Regions from separate parts of the Sus scrofa genome. Here region 1 is linked to region 2. The links are chromatin contacts, called in public HiChIP or PLAC-seq maps. All regions are on one chromosome and are shown on one strand. The core of a region is the stretch at or near the end of the contact, and the rest is flanking DNA. Distances in the headings are between cores, read along the strand shown. Region 1 overlaps PPP3CA (protein phosphatase 3 catalytic subunit alpha). Region 2 has its middle 82 kb from the start of PPP3CA.

Region 1 (6,038 bases), core at 3,124-5,623, 190 kb before region 2:
ATCCTAACACATAAACTTTAAACATGAACTCTTTTAACACCAATTCACCCTTTGCACTGGGAAGGGCCCACATGACTTTCCAATAAAATTGAAAATTTTTCTGTATTCAAATTTAAATCTGTTTTCTGCCTTGAAAGGACCTAAAAAAGGACAGTAAAAAAAGCCAAAGACCAATATGGCTTATATGTAGAATCTAAAAAAATAATACAAATGAACTTATCTACAAAACAGAAACAGACTCACAGACATAGAAAACGAATTTACGGTTACCAAAGACGGGGTGGGTGATAAATTAGGAGCGTGGGATTAAAATATACACATTTGTATAAAATAAATAATCAACAAGAGCCTACTGTATAGCACAGGAAGCTATACTCAATATCTTGTAATAATTTATAATGGAAGGCTGTAAAAAAATATATATATACACATAACTGAATCACTTTTCTGTACACCTGAAACCAACACAACATTATAAATCAACTGTATTTCAATATTTTTTTTTTCTTTTTGCCTTTTCTAGGGCCACTCCCACGGAATATGGAGGTTCCCAGGTTAGGGATCTAATCAGAGCCGTAGCCGCTAGCCTGTGCTAGAGCCATAGCAACTCGGGATCCAAGCCATGTCTGCGACCTACACCACAGCTCACAGCAACACCGGATCCTTCACCCACTGAGCAAGGCCAGGGATCGAACCCGCAACCTCATGGTTCCTAGTTGTATTCATTAACCACTGAGCCACGACGGGAACTCCTTCAATAATAAACTTTTTAAAAGTCAATTCACCATGGCTTGACTATAAAGACCACCATATGACCAGAGCTGATGATTTATTCAAACAACACAGAATGAACATGGACTCTGCCAGGCACTAGGCCAGACACTGAAGAAAGGGGAACAAGGGAACAGGACAGACACCAGCCCTGGACTCAGAGTGTCTGTAATACCACAGAGTATCTAGAAAGAAAAAAACCAAAGGAACAAATAAAAGAATCACAAATGATGTTGAGAACGATGAATAAAACAGAGTACGAAGAGTAAAAGGAGAAATCAACTTTAAATAGTATGGTCAGGGCAGGCAACCGCTGAGGAAGTGACATTTCAGTCACTGAGAAAAACTCAGCCCTATGAAAAGCAGAAGGAAGCATATTCTAGACATCGAAAACAGCAAGAGCAAAGCCTGAGGTGGGAAAGAACTTCACATTTAGAAGAACTGAAAGAAACCTTGTTGACTTGAGCAAAGTTGAAGGGGGTTGGGGTGGGGACACCATCTGTGTCTGAAAAAGCAAACAGCAAAGAACATATATTCAAATGTAATAGGAAGCCAGTAAAGGGTTTAGGTAGAGGACTACTGAGATCCAAGAGACGATGTCTCTACGCGGCACATGGAGAACCAAAATGGGAAGCAAGTATGGAAACAGATGGCGGCCAGACCCTTGCCCTGATACAGTTATTAAGTTTCACCATCTGTATAAGGCAAGAAAACACTTTTTTAAAAAACTGAAGTATAATTGCTTCACAATATTATATTAGTTTCAGGTATATGGCATAGTGATTATTTTTATAGATTATACTGCATTAAAAGATATTAGAAAATAACGGCCACATCTCCCTGTGCCATACAATAGATCTTTATTGTTTACCTATTTTATGCACTGCCGTTTGTACCTCTTACCCCATACCCCTTTCTCGCCCCTTCTTCCCTTTCTCTCCCCACTGGTAACCACTAGCTTGTTTTCTGTATCTGTGAGAAGAGAGCACTTTTTTAAATTGTTTCTTTTCCTCTGAATTGCTGAACATTTCTTTTTTCAATCATCCCTGATTCTTCTACCACCAACATATTATTGCAAATAAACATAATCAGCATGTCCCTAAGAACATCTTTGGACTCAGAACACCAATTTTTAAAATCTTGGCTCTTCTGCTTACTAGTTTTGTAAAGACCCTAGTTTCTGTGTTCTCATCTATAAAGTTGGAATAAGAATAGAACTTATTTCCTAGAGATATTATGATGATTATATCACATAATCTATGCAAAACCTCCTACAACAGTAGACTAATAAGCATTAAATAAAATAATCCATACAAAGCACTTGGTAGCTGGATCATTATAATCAGAAGTAACAGTAATTATTATCTTAGTTATAATTATTATTAATAAGCATCCTCAGAGGAAGCTCCCATGTGGCACAGCAGGCTAAAAGGATCCAGCATCGCCACAATTGCAGCACAGGCTCCACCCCTGGCCCAGGAACTTCCACCTGCTGGGTGCAGCCAAGAACGAAACAAAACAAAACAAAAAACCTGGCCTCAGAAGTCTTCCTTCACTGGCTACCCTTCTTCTATTAGTTTGAAAATACGAGTTGTCCTGGAAACTTCAAGTCCAACAGAAAAGATCACAACTGCCACTGTGACTTCCCAATTAGTCAAATCTAATGTGCATATAGTAACAGTTCCCCATGAGTGGAGAAATATCACATTAGCATTGCATCAGCTGAATCATGTGAATTCGATTTATCAGCATTCCAGGGAGTGAAGGGTTTGGGTGTTACGTGGAGATTCAGTTATTGAGTGGTTAAACAATGTCCACTCAAAATAGCATGTAAAGTAAAATACAAGATCAATTTATACCAGAGAAAGCAAACCAGTAATGAGCTTGCATAAAGATTAGGTTGACTACCATCAATATAAATTAAACATATTTTTTATCCATAGCTTCATAACAGATTTTTAACTTGTTAATACAAGCCTTCTTAATACCATGTTTGCTTGTTTGTTTGTTTTTTGGCTGAGATGAAAGTTGGATTCTTACTGGGCAACTGTAGTAGATGCTGCCGCGTGCTGCCCAGATCCCCCATTTAGGACTCCCTTCTAGGATCAAGGCTCTCCTCCCCCAGCTTCCAGGAGCATTGGTTGTTGACTGTTCACAACTGTACCCCTCAAGGATGCACCACTTCTCTGGTCGATGGAGTAATGCAAAGGCCAGTCACCTCGCTTCCGTCTGGGGCAACTCGGAAGAGCCATCTAGCTCCAGAGCTCACCATAAGATGGGCTCACATCTCCATGGAAACTGCACCATGGTCCAGCTTCTCCCTCTTTCCAACCTTCACCCGCTTCAGTCGCCCACAGGTGTAGATCTTGACAGTACTTGCCCCGTAGACCTTGCATTCACAAATCTCAGACTCCATTTCCTAGCAACTTGCCCCAAGACAACAGCCAACAAATATTATAGAATAAATCAATTTTTTTTGCCACAGATCCATTCATACCTTCTTTCAAAACATGAACACATTCTTAAAACATAAGCCAACAGTTAATCTCTTAATAAAGATGTGTGAATAAGCTTTAAAACCAAGTCATCATTTCATCGCACTGTTTATTTCCTATTAAGCTGTCAAACAAAAAAATTACTACCTAAACTGATTAAATACCTTGTCCTTCACTCTGAGACCACAAACCACTTAAAAGGAGGATGACATTAGTTCTATAGATATCTCAAGAAAATTATTCTTACTTTTATAGAGAATATAATGTATGGTTAAAATAGATGTCGTGGACTAGTTCATATCTTTTAATCATGCACATTGAACTACTTTTTTCTTAAGAATAGACCTAATATTTACTTACAGGCAAAAATAATTTAATTCACGAAATAAAGAATTCAGCTTTGTTAAGAAAAGTTAAAATCTCATTTTTAAGTTAAGAGAGAAGCTTAAAGGAATTCCCACTGCGGCAAGTGGGTTAAGAATCCCAATACAGTGGCTTGCGTCACTGCAAAGGTACAGGTTAGATCCTGGCCAGGCGCAATGGGTTAAAGGATCCAGCACTGCCATCTCAGCTGCAGCTCAGAGTCAATCCCTGGCCTAGGAAATTCCATATGCCTCAGATGCAGCCAAAAAAAAAAAAAAAAAAAAAAAGAGAGAGAGCAAGAGAGAAGCTTACAATCTCTTTAGTATAATTATATTGTTATATAAAATGATTTAAAAATTTAGATATATAACAAAAAAGTTTTATTTTAAACATCAAAAATGAGGGAAAATACTAAAAATGGAAGTGTAAGAAATACATTGAAGCTTACATTCCTCTATATAAAATACTTAACTCTCCCGGGGCTATTTGCAGACCTCAGAGTGCATAGCTTAAAGATTCAAAAATCCTAGTTTTTCTACTTCAAAAATCAATAGTTATCTCATACCACAAGCTAGAATCTTGATTGTTTGCGTGGGAAGCCCTTCAATTTTAACGAATGTAAAGAGAGAATCTACTCTGCTCACCAGAAACTGGAATTATGTTCTCAAATGTATCCTATCAACTATCCCTCACCTAGCCTTCTGAGACTTAATTCTCTCTCTGACCTAAGATGTTTTGAATGTCTTCCACAATTATTACTTTACCGGCACTTTGATGACTCATAATTATTTTTAGGATCAAAACTCTAACCTAACCATCTGCTGATTTGCCAGTACTCCCTAGTATAACTGAAACATACACATCTATCGCCAACAACTAAATGAGCTTCCTCTATCTACAAATACTATTATTCACAGAAAGTTTACTGAAGGTCAGGAAACAGATTGAGAGAAGTCACTGAATGCCAGAAGCAGAACTTTAAACAAAAGTTTATTTCTGCCAGTAAGTGAGAAAGGTTACATATGTAACTTAGATGGTTTGGTCTTCCCTTGCTTCTTCCTATTTACAAATACAAACATCTCTTCTCAGAAGCAAATAAATAAATCATTTTCTTAAGAAGTCACAGTCTCGCTGAATTTTACTTTCCAACCAAATTTAAACGTTTTGTTTAATACTCCTTAAAGTGCTAAAAACTCACTGATGTCACATACCAAGAATTAAAAAAAAAAAAAAAAGAATTAAAAATTCTGTCTTTACAAACAGAAGAAAAGCAACAACTCCAGAAGAAAATAATTCTATCCAGACACCGGAGAAGATCTCATGAGAGTTAAGATATTTAATTACCACAATTTGGGAACAAGAAGCAACAATGGAGAAAAGCAAATAGAAGGTAAACATGAGAGCGATAGTTAAATGCAAATTCATGAGTAGAAACCAAAAGTGTGAAAACTGATCATATTTAATGATGCATCTCTGCTTTCCCAGTTCTTCCTCAATCATATGGTAAAAGAAAATATGAAGACACATTAATCCTGCTACCGGCCTTGAACACAGAATAGGCATTCAAAGCAAAAAGTTGATAGTGCAACACTGACTAAAGCTAACTTGTCAAAAAGTATCACTCCTTTAGGTAATCAATTACAACAGGGATTCTATATACACTCTCCAGGCACAGTAAGGGTTAAAACATACTCCCCTGTGGTGGTGCGTGACCATGGGCTCAAGCACATTTTAGTGTACCCCGACATCAGCTAGATCCTAAGTGAATGGAGTCTACAATAGTTTGATCAAAGAGATTGAGGGTAAAAGGAGCAATTGCTTTTTGGGGTAGCTAATGGAACACAAGAACAACTGGTTTGTACATCATTTTACTCTACAGTTCTACACATCCTTGAGTTTAGAAACTGTCAAGTATTTTTAAGGGTGAGAATATAAGCAGGATCAAAGCTACAGTTAAAACTGTGAATGCTCTGAAAATCTTTTGGCCCTTTAAAGTTTATGTACACAATAGAGTTCTCCTCTCTCCAGAGAACATCACTAAACAAAACCAAGGGGGAGCACATACTACAGCAGCAGCTACTGGGAATTACCAAATTACATGAAATTAATGGGATGTGGCTCTTTGCAATGAATAAATTTATAACTAAATGATGAGTGCCTTACGCTTTTTATTCCACCGGGTAAACTGCTAGAGTAATCAATTCAATCAGGTCTATTAGAGAGGCCCATTATATGTCCGATGGGCAGCTTTACTTCTTTCCCCTCCTTCTTCAGATTTCTGTCTGTGCTGAAGGAAAAATAAGCAGGTTGGTCCTTGAATTTAAATCTGGAATGTTAAGAAGTCAGATATGCAAATAGATAAAACAGAAAAAAGGAAGCCAAGACTCGATAAGCCAAAGGCACAAAAGA
Region 2 (5,647 bases), core at 376-2,875:
AAGAAGGGAATGGTCAACATTATCACTTGCCAGAGTGAGATCAAGTAAGATACGGCGAGAAAGGGCTGATCTGAGTCAGCAGCAAGGAGGCCTTGGATAATTAGGTTTCGTTTCAGTGCTGAGGTGGGCCTTGGTTAGGTTCATGAGTCAGCGGTGTTAAGGATGAAGATCAAGTAAGTAGACATCACTTTCAAAACTTGCCTGAAGGTACAAGAAAGAGGAAGCAGAGGCAATTCATAAGAGCCTCAGTTTTCTTATCTATAAAATAGAGACAAGAACGCTTGTATCAGAAGGCTACTGTGTGGCTTGGGCACAATGCCTGGACAACACATAGGGCTCATTAAATGTAAGCCACCATCGCCACCACTCCCACCATCAACATTTCTGGAGGTAGTCAATTTCCAAATGTTCTTATAATGTATGACTATCCTATCAGTCATTGGTAGCACTAGCTCCTTTATTTTTACCTACTGCTTTAGAATTCTGGGTATAAGACGTAATGATTTTATGTGTATAGAAAAGGAGTGGGGGGAGGATATAGTAAAATGATCAGTTCACAAGAAGACTAGGGCTGAACTATGTAGCCTAGCAATCCAAATTCTGTGGAAAGATTTGCAAACACATATAACATGTGCTGAATATTTACTATGTGCCTGCCACTCTTTTCTAAGCATTTCACATTCATTAATCCTTACAGTCACCCGAGAGGGTAAGTGTCTAAATACATCCTCATTAAATGAGGGAGGCACACAGAGGTACTAAGAAGTTAAATAAGCATGTAGCACATCTTATTTTATTGCAGCTGTGGTTTGAGTCCTTTTAGGAATGAAAAAGCTTAAAAAACCTTAAAACCTGAGAGTTCCCATTATGGCTCAGTGGTAAGGAACCTGACTGGTATCCATGAGGACACAGGTTCCATCCCTGGCCTTGCTTAGTGGGTTAAGGATCCGGTGCTGCTATGAGCTTTTGGGTAAATCGTTAGACGAGGCTCAGATCCCGCATGGCTGTGGCTGTGGCGTAGGCCAGTGGCTTCCACCCCGATTTGACCCCTAACCTGGGAACTTGCGTGTGCTGTGGGTGTGACCCTAAAAACAACAACAGCAGCAACAAAAACACCTTAAACCAAAGAGACGGGATGAGGGGAGAGAGAACTACCACATTGAAGGTTCCTGTTTCTTCTCCTTTTGTCCATGAAAAAGAGTTGGGTTGTATGCCAAGTCTTACGAATACATCCATTCCTGTAAAGCTTATCAATCATCCTTTTTGCACATTCTTCAGGTCAGGCTTAGAACACTTGGAGAAGACTTTGTATACCGTTCCTCTGTCTGCTGGGCGAGGGAAAGAGCTGTTGCCACACTGTTTGAAAAGGAGTAAATCAGAAGTGGCTGCTGGACATACCCATCCCCGTGCCCTGTTTGATATAAATTGAGGTGATCCCCATAAATGAACAGAGTTAGAAGCTATTCCATGTTTGGGAGATTGGGAAGGAGGTGGTTGGGAAAACTATTGGCTGTGGAGTTGGAAATAAAATTTCACTGTGAAGCATTTCCAAAGATACTGCAGGCTAAAATTTCAAAGTATCTCCAGAGGATTTAGTTTTATTACTCACACTGATGTCAGTGGGAACTGGGCAGTTACAGCCTCGGCTGCTCTCTGGAACTTTGCCTGACTACTCCAGTTTCAGCCATTAGAAATTATTTGTTTCCCAATCTCTTTCAGCTCCCCATCAAATAAAGCAATCTCCAGTAATTGATGTTGAGGTAACAACAGAAAAGTGGTCCCCGCAAAACAGCTACTAGCTCTGAACTGTCACCAGAGAATACAGATGACCCTGTCCTGTGTGAAACGCAGATTGCCTATGAAAGCAGTTCTCTACATGTGAAAGCTGATCTTCTTGTTGACTTCCGTTATAAAATTGGAGACTTGCTCCCCCAGAAAATCTCTGACAGATAAAATAGAAACATAGTGAAAGGCAGCAAATTTAAAAAATGTATTTAAAGTGGATTAGTGCAATATATAGGAACATTTAAACAGTGAATTTGAAACAGTTAAGAGTTATTTTTGTTGTTCCTTAGGTTGGCTTTCATTTGAAAAGTAAATTAATCAGTTGAAATAGGAAAAAAAAAAACACAAGCAATTGGCTCAAGTTTTTTTCCACTTCTTTCAGTCTCCATTCCTTTACCTTCTGTAACTGAATGTTGTTCATAGTTGCCTTTGGTTGGACAGACTCTGCTTCCCGGTAGTTTAAGAAAACTCATAGCTCATCATTATTGTTTTTTTAAAAGAATAAGGCTGCTTATCTGGTCGGAGGGGAGGGAGTCTATCCAGAAGCACAATAGGAAGGACAATTTAAATTATAAGAAACTGCAGGGAACTACATCTAATCACTTGTGATGGAATATGGTGGAGGATAATGTGAAAAAAATAATGTATATAAATGTATAACTCGGTCACTTTGCTGTACAGCAGAAATTGACAGAACATTGTAGATCAACTATAATAAAAAATTAAAAAAATAAAAAATTATAATAAACTGAATTAACTGTATTCCAATCCATAGTTTGCTTTTTAAAAAGATTTTAGTTTTTTTCCATTAGTTAGTTTAAAGTGTTCTGTCAACAATGTAATATTCTTTAGAAAAGCATTTTGCTAAATGCTCTATTGATTCTGTAGGCTGTTCATTTACTCTTGACTGGATGCTACTTTCTGGATGAAGTGCTGGCTTCCAGTCTCAGTGAGGTCAGACCTCGCACCGGGTTCCCTTGACTTGGTTCCCTAAACGCATCTCATTTTGAGCATCCATTTCCCTAGACTCCTCTTCAATCTGTATTCTTCTGGTTGCAAATTCTGATTTGTATTTAATCAGTCAGCAACTAGGCAACTGTCTCCAGTACCTAACTGGGTGACAACACTGGCCAATTCACTCAAGGTCGTTAGATAAAAGATGCTGGCCTCTACGGAGACTGACAGCTACTCCCCATACCACCATCTCGCCACTGTCCCTTACTTCATTCTTGGGCATGCTGAGAGGGATATTTTACGTTCGAGGATGGTAGTCAACTACCAATATCTGGCAGTTCTATTTTGGTGTGTTTTCCTCTTTTCTGAATTTGGGCCAGCCCTCTGACTATTTAAGTAGAATGAAGTAGAAGTGGCATTGTACTTGTTCTAAACGTTGACCTTCAGAACCCTAGCAGCTTCAAATTCATTCTTTGCATGCAAACAGTTAGGATGCATTCTCTCGGACACCAGCTAATCTGCAGTGAGAAGCCCCAGTCCCCGAGAAAGGATGCATGCAGGTGTTCCAGGCAACAGGCCCAGGAGAGCTCCCAGCCCACAGCTGGCATCATCTGCCAGTGAGCCATCTTGGATGCTCCAGCCCAGTTGAGCTCTCAAATGACTGCAGCCCCCAGCCAATATCAGGTGCAGGAGAAGAACCACCTAGCTGAGCCTGGTCACCTTGCAGAATTGTGAGAGAAAATCGTGTTTTAAGCCATTAGATTTCAGGGTGATTTGTTACACAGCTGGAGATGACAGAAACAGGGGTGTCTGGTCAGTTATTGTGCTAGGAACTGCAACTGTCAGGATGGAGAGAAAGGGGGTTTATATCCTGAGACTTTGTCAGTATGGTTTTCCTCATGTCCACAGTTTGCCTCTCCTCGTCTGGTGTGTCATGTCTAGTCCGGGACGCACTGAACGCTCCTGACTTGGGAGAGCTGGTAGCTGCCCTGCCTCCCTCGCCACCCATGAAAATCAGTTCTATGTACCAGGAGGACTCTTAGGCCTCCCTGCAATGGCCAAAAGAGGCCTCATTCCTTCTGATAGGTGTCCAAGGTTCTGCAGTGGGGTTTGCTTGCCAAAGCTTTCAAGGAGGTTGTTTCTCGTCAGGTGTTCTTTATTTTTATTTTTGTTTTATTTTTTGTCTTTTCTATTTCTTTGGGCCGCTCCCGCGGCATATGGAGGTTCCCAGACTAGGGGTCGAGTCGGAGCTGTAGCCACCCGCCTACGCCAGAGCCACAGCAACTCGGGATCCCAGCCGCGTCTGCCACCTACACCACAGCTCACGGCAACGCCGGATCGTTAACCCACTGAGCAAGGGCAGGGACCGAACCTGCAACCTCCTGGTTCCTAGTCGGATTCGTTAACCACTGCGCCACGACAGGAACTCCAGGTGTTCTTTATCCCTGAATCTCCCTCGGGGAACCCGAGGAGCGTGGCTGTGGGAGAAATAAGATTTAGATATTCATGATTCTCAGCCCTGGCCATTTTCATGCTCTTCCCATCCAACACAGCCAATTTTCAGTTGGGCTTTTTAGAGAAAAGGAGCATGTGCCAATGTGCCCATTTTCTCCAGTAACCCATGTAGCCTCCTAGAGGCTTATTCATCTCTGCCTCTAACCTATAGAAGCCTCTGTCACATAGCCCCCAGCAGAAGGACATGGAGCTGAACTGGAGGCCAGAACACTAAAGAACACACTCCATTTGGCTTCCAACTTCAATTAGCTAGAAGCCTGGCTAGGTATATTTTCTAACTTATGGCTAAAATCATAAGTTAATTAACCTAAACCGTTCTGTATGTCAACATTTTCTTTCCAGGTCTCATACCATCTCTTGCTCACTTTCAGGTATGTTTTCGGTATAGGAATATTCACTTGCAGACATAAGAAATATATATTTATAAATGCCTTTGTGTTAACCACCCCCATTCTTTTAATGTCCTGACCTTAATGTCAATGATTTCTTCCCTGTGTTGTGGCTGCTCATGCAATGTTTTGATATTGCTTCACAAAGAATTCTTTCGGTGCTTCATCTCTTTGCAAACATTAAATTAGATGTAAAAATATTATCAATATTTTTGGCTAAATTAGATGTAAAGATATTATCAATTTTCTGGTACTTTGGGTTTCTAATCAGTGTTGGGATTATTGCAGTGTTCTCTATTAATCTAGATTCTGAGCTGTCATTTGTTAATGTTCTCTTTGAGCCCATTCTATAGCGGTATAATTCATTCTCACAATCTAAATTTGCATTTTATATCATTGCCTTGATAGAAGTATAGAAACAAAAGCATCAGTCCATATTGTAAAGTTCTCATTCTTTTTCTTTTCTTTTTTCTTTCCTTCCTTCCTTCCTTCCTTTCTTTTTGCTACACTTGCAGCATGTGGAAGTTCTCCAGTCAGGGATCAAATCCAAGCTGCATCTGCAGCCTACAGCACAGCCGCAGCAACACTGGATCTTTAACCCACTGCAGAGGCCCAGGGGTCAAACCGGTGCCACTGCAGAAATAATGCTGGATCCTTAACCTACTGTTTCACAGTAGGAATTGCAAAATTCTCGTTCTTTTTTTAACTTTTAAAATTTTTATTATTTTACTATTAAAAATTTTTTTTTATTATAGTCAATTTACAATGTTCTGTCCATTTCTGCTATACAGGAAAGTGACCCAGTATACACACACACACACACACACAGAGTTTTTCTCACATTACCTCCATCATGTTCGGTCATAAGTAACTAGATATAGTTCCCTATGCTATACAGCAGGATTTCATTGCTTACCCACTTCAAATGCAATAGTTTGCATCTATTAACTCCAGACTCCCTGTCCATCCTACTCCCTCCCCTGCCCCTCATTCTTTTTCATCAT

The links. HiChIP or PLAC-seq counts read pairs in DNA pulled down with a chosen protein or histone mark.
Region 1: a contact with region 2 is called in an H3K27ac HiChIP or PLAC-seq map of skeletal muscle. The contact joins two enhancer-like sites. A contact is called at or near these places in 1 of 47 Hi-C or Micro-C datasets (skeletal muscle) and 1 of 2 datasets of contacts at active chromatin or transcription factors (skeletal muscle).

Annotation. Positions count from the first base shown.
Region 1 is chr8:119,537,121-119,543,158 of Sscrofa11.1, reverse strand. The region is part of intron 1 of PPP3CA (protein phosphatase 3 catalytic subunit alpha); the gene reads right to left. Among named protein-coding and RNA genes, the nearest start is that of PPP3CA, 110 kb to the right of the region's middle. Within about 2 kb of position 4,373, at least 3 of the 83 cell types and tissues checked have an H3K27ac peak or open chromatin away from gene starts, as enhancers often do. A contact at or near this core is called in skeletal muscle, where this site is marked.
Region 2 is chr8:119,344,684-119,350,330 of Sscrofa11.1, reverse strand. No RefSeq gene overlaps it. Among named protein-coding and RNA genes, the nearest start is that of PPP3CA, 82 kb to the left of the region's middle. Within about 2 kb of position 1,625, at least 6 of the 83 cell types and tissues checked have an H3K27ac peak or open chromatin away from gene starts, as enhancers often do. A contact at or near this core is called in skeletal muscle, where this site is marked.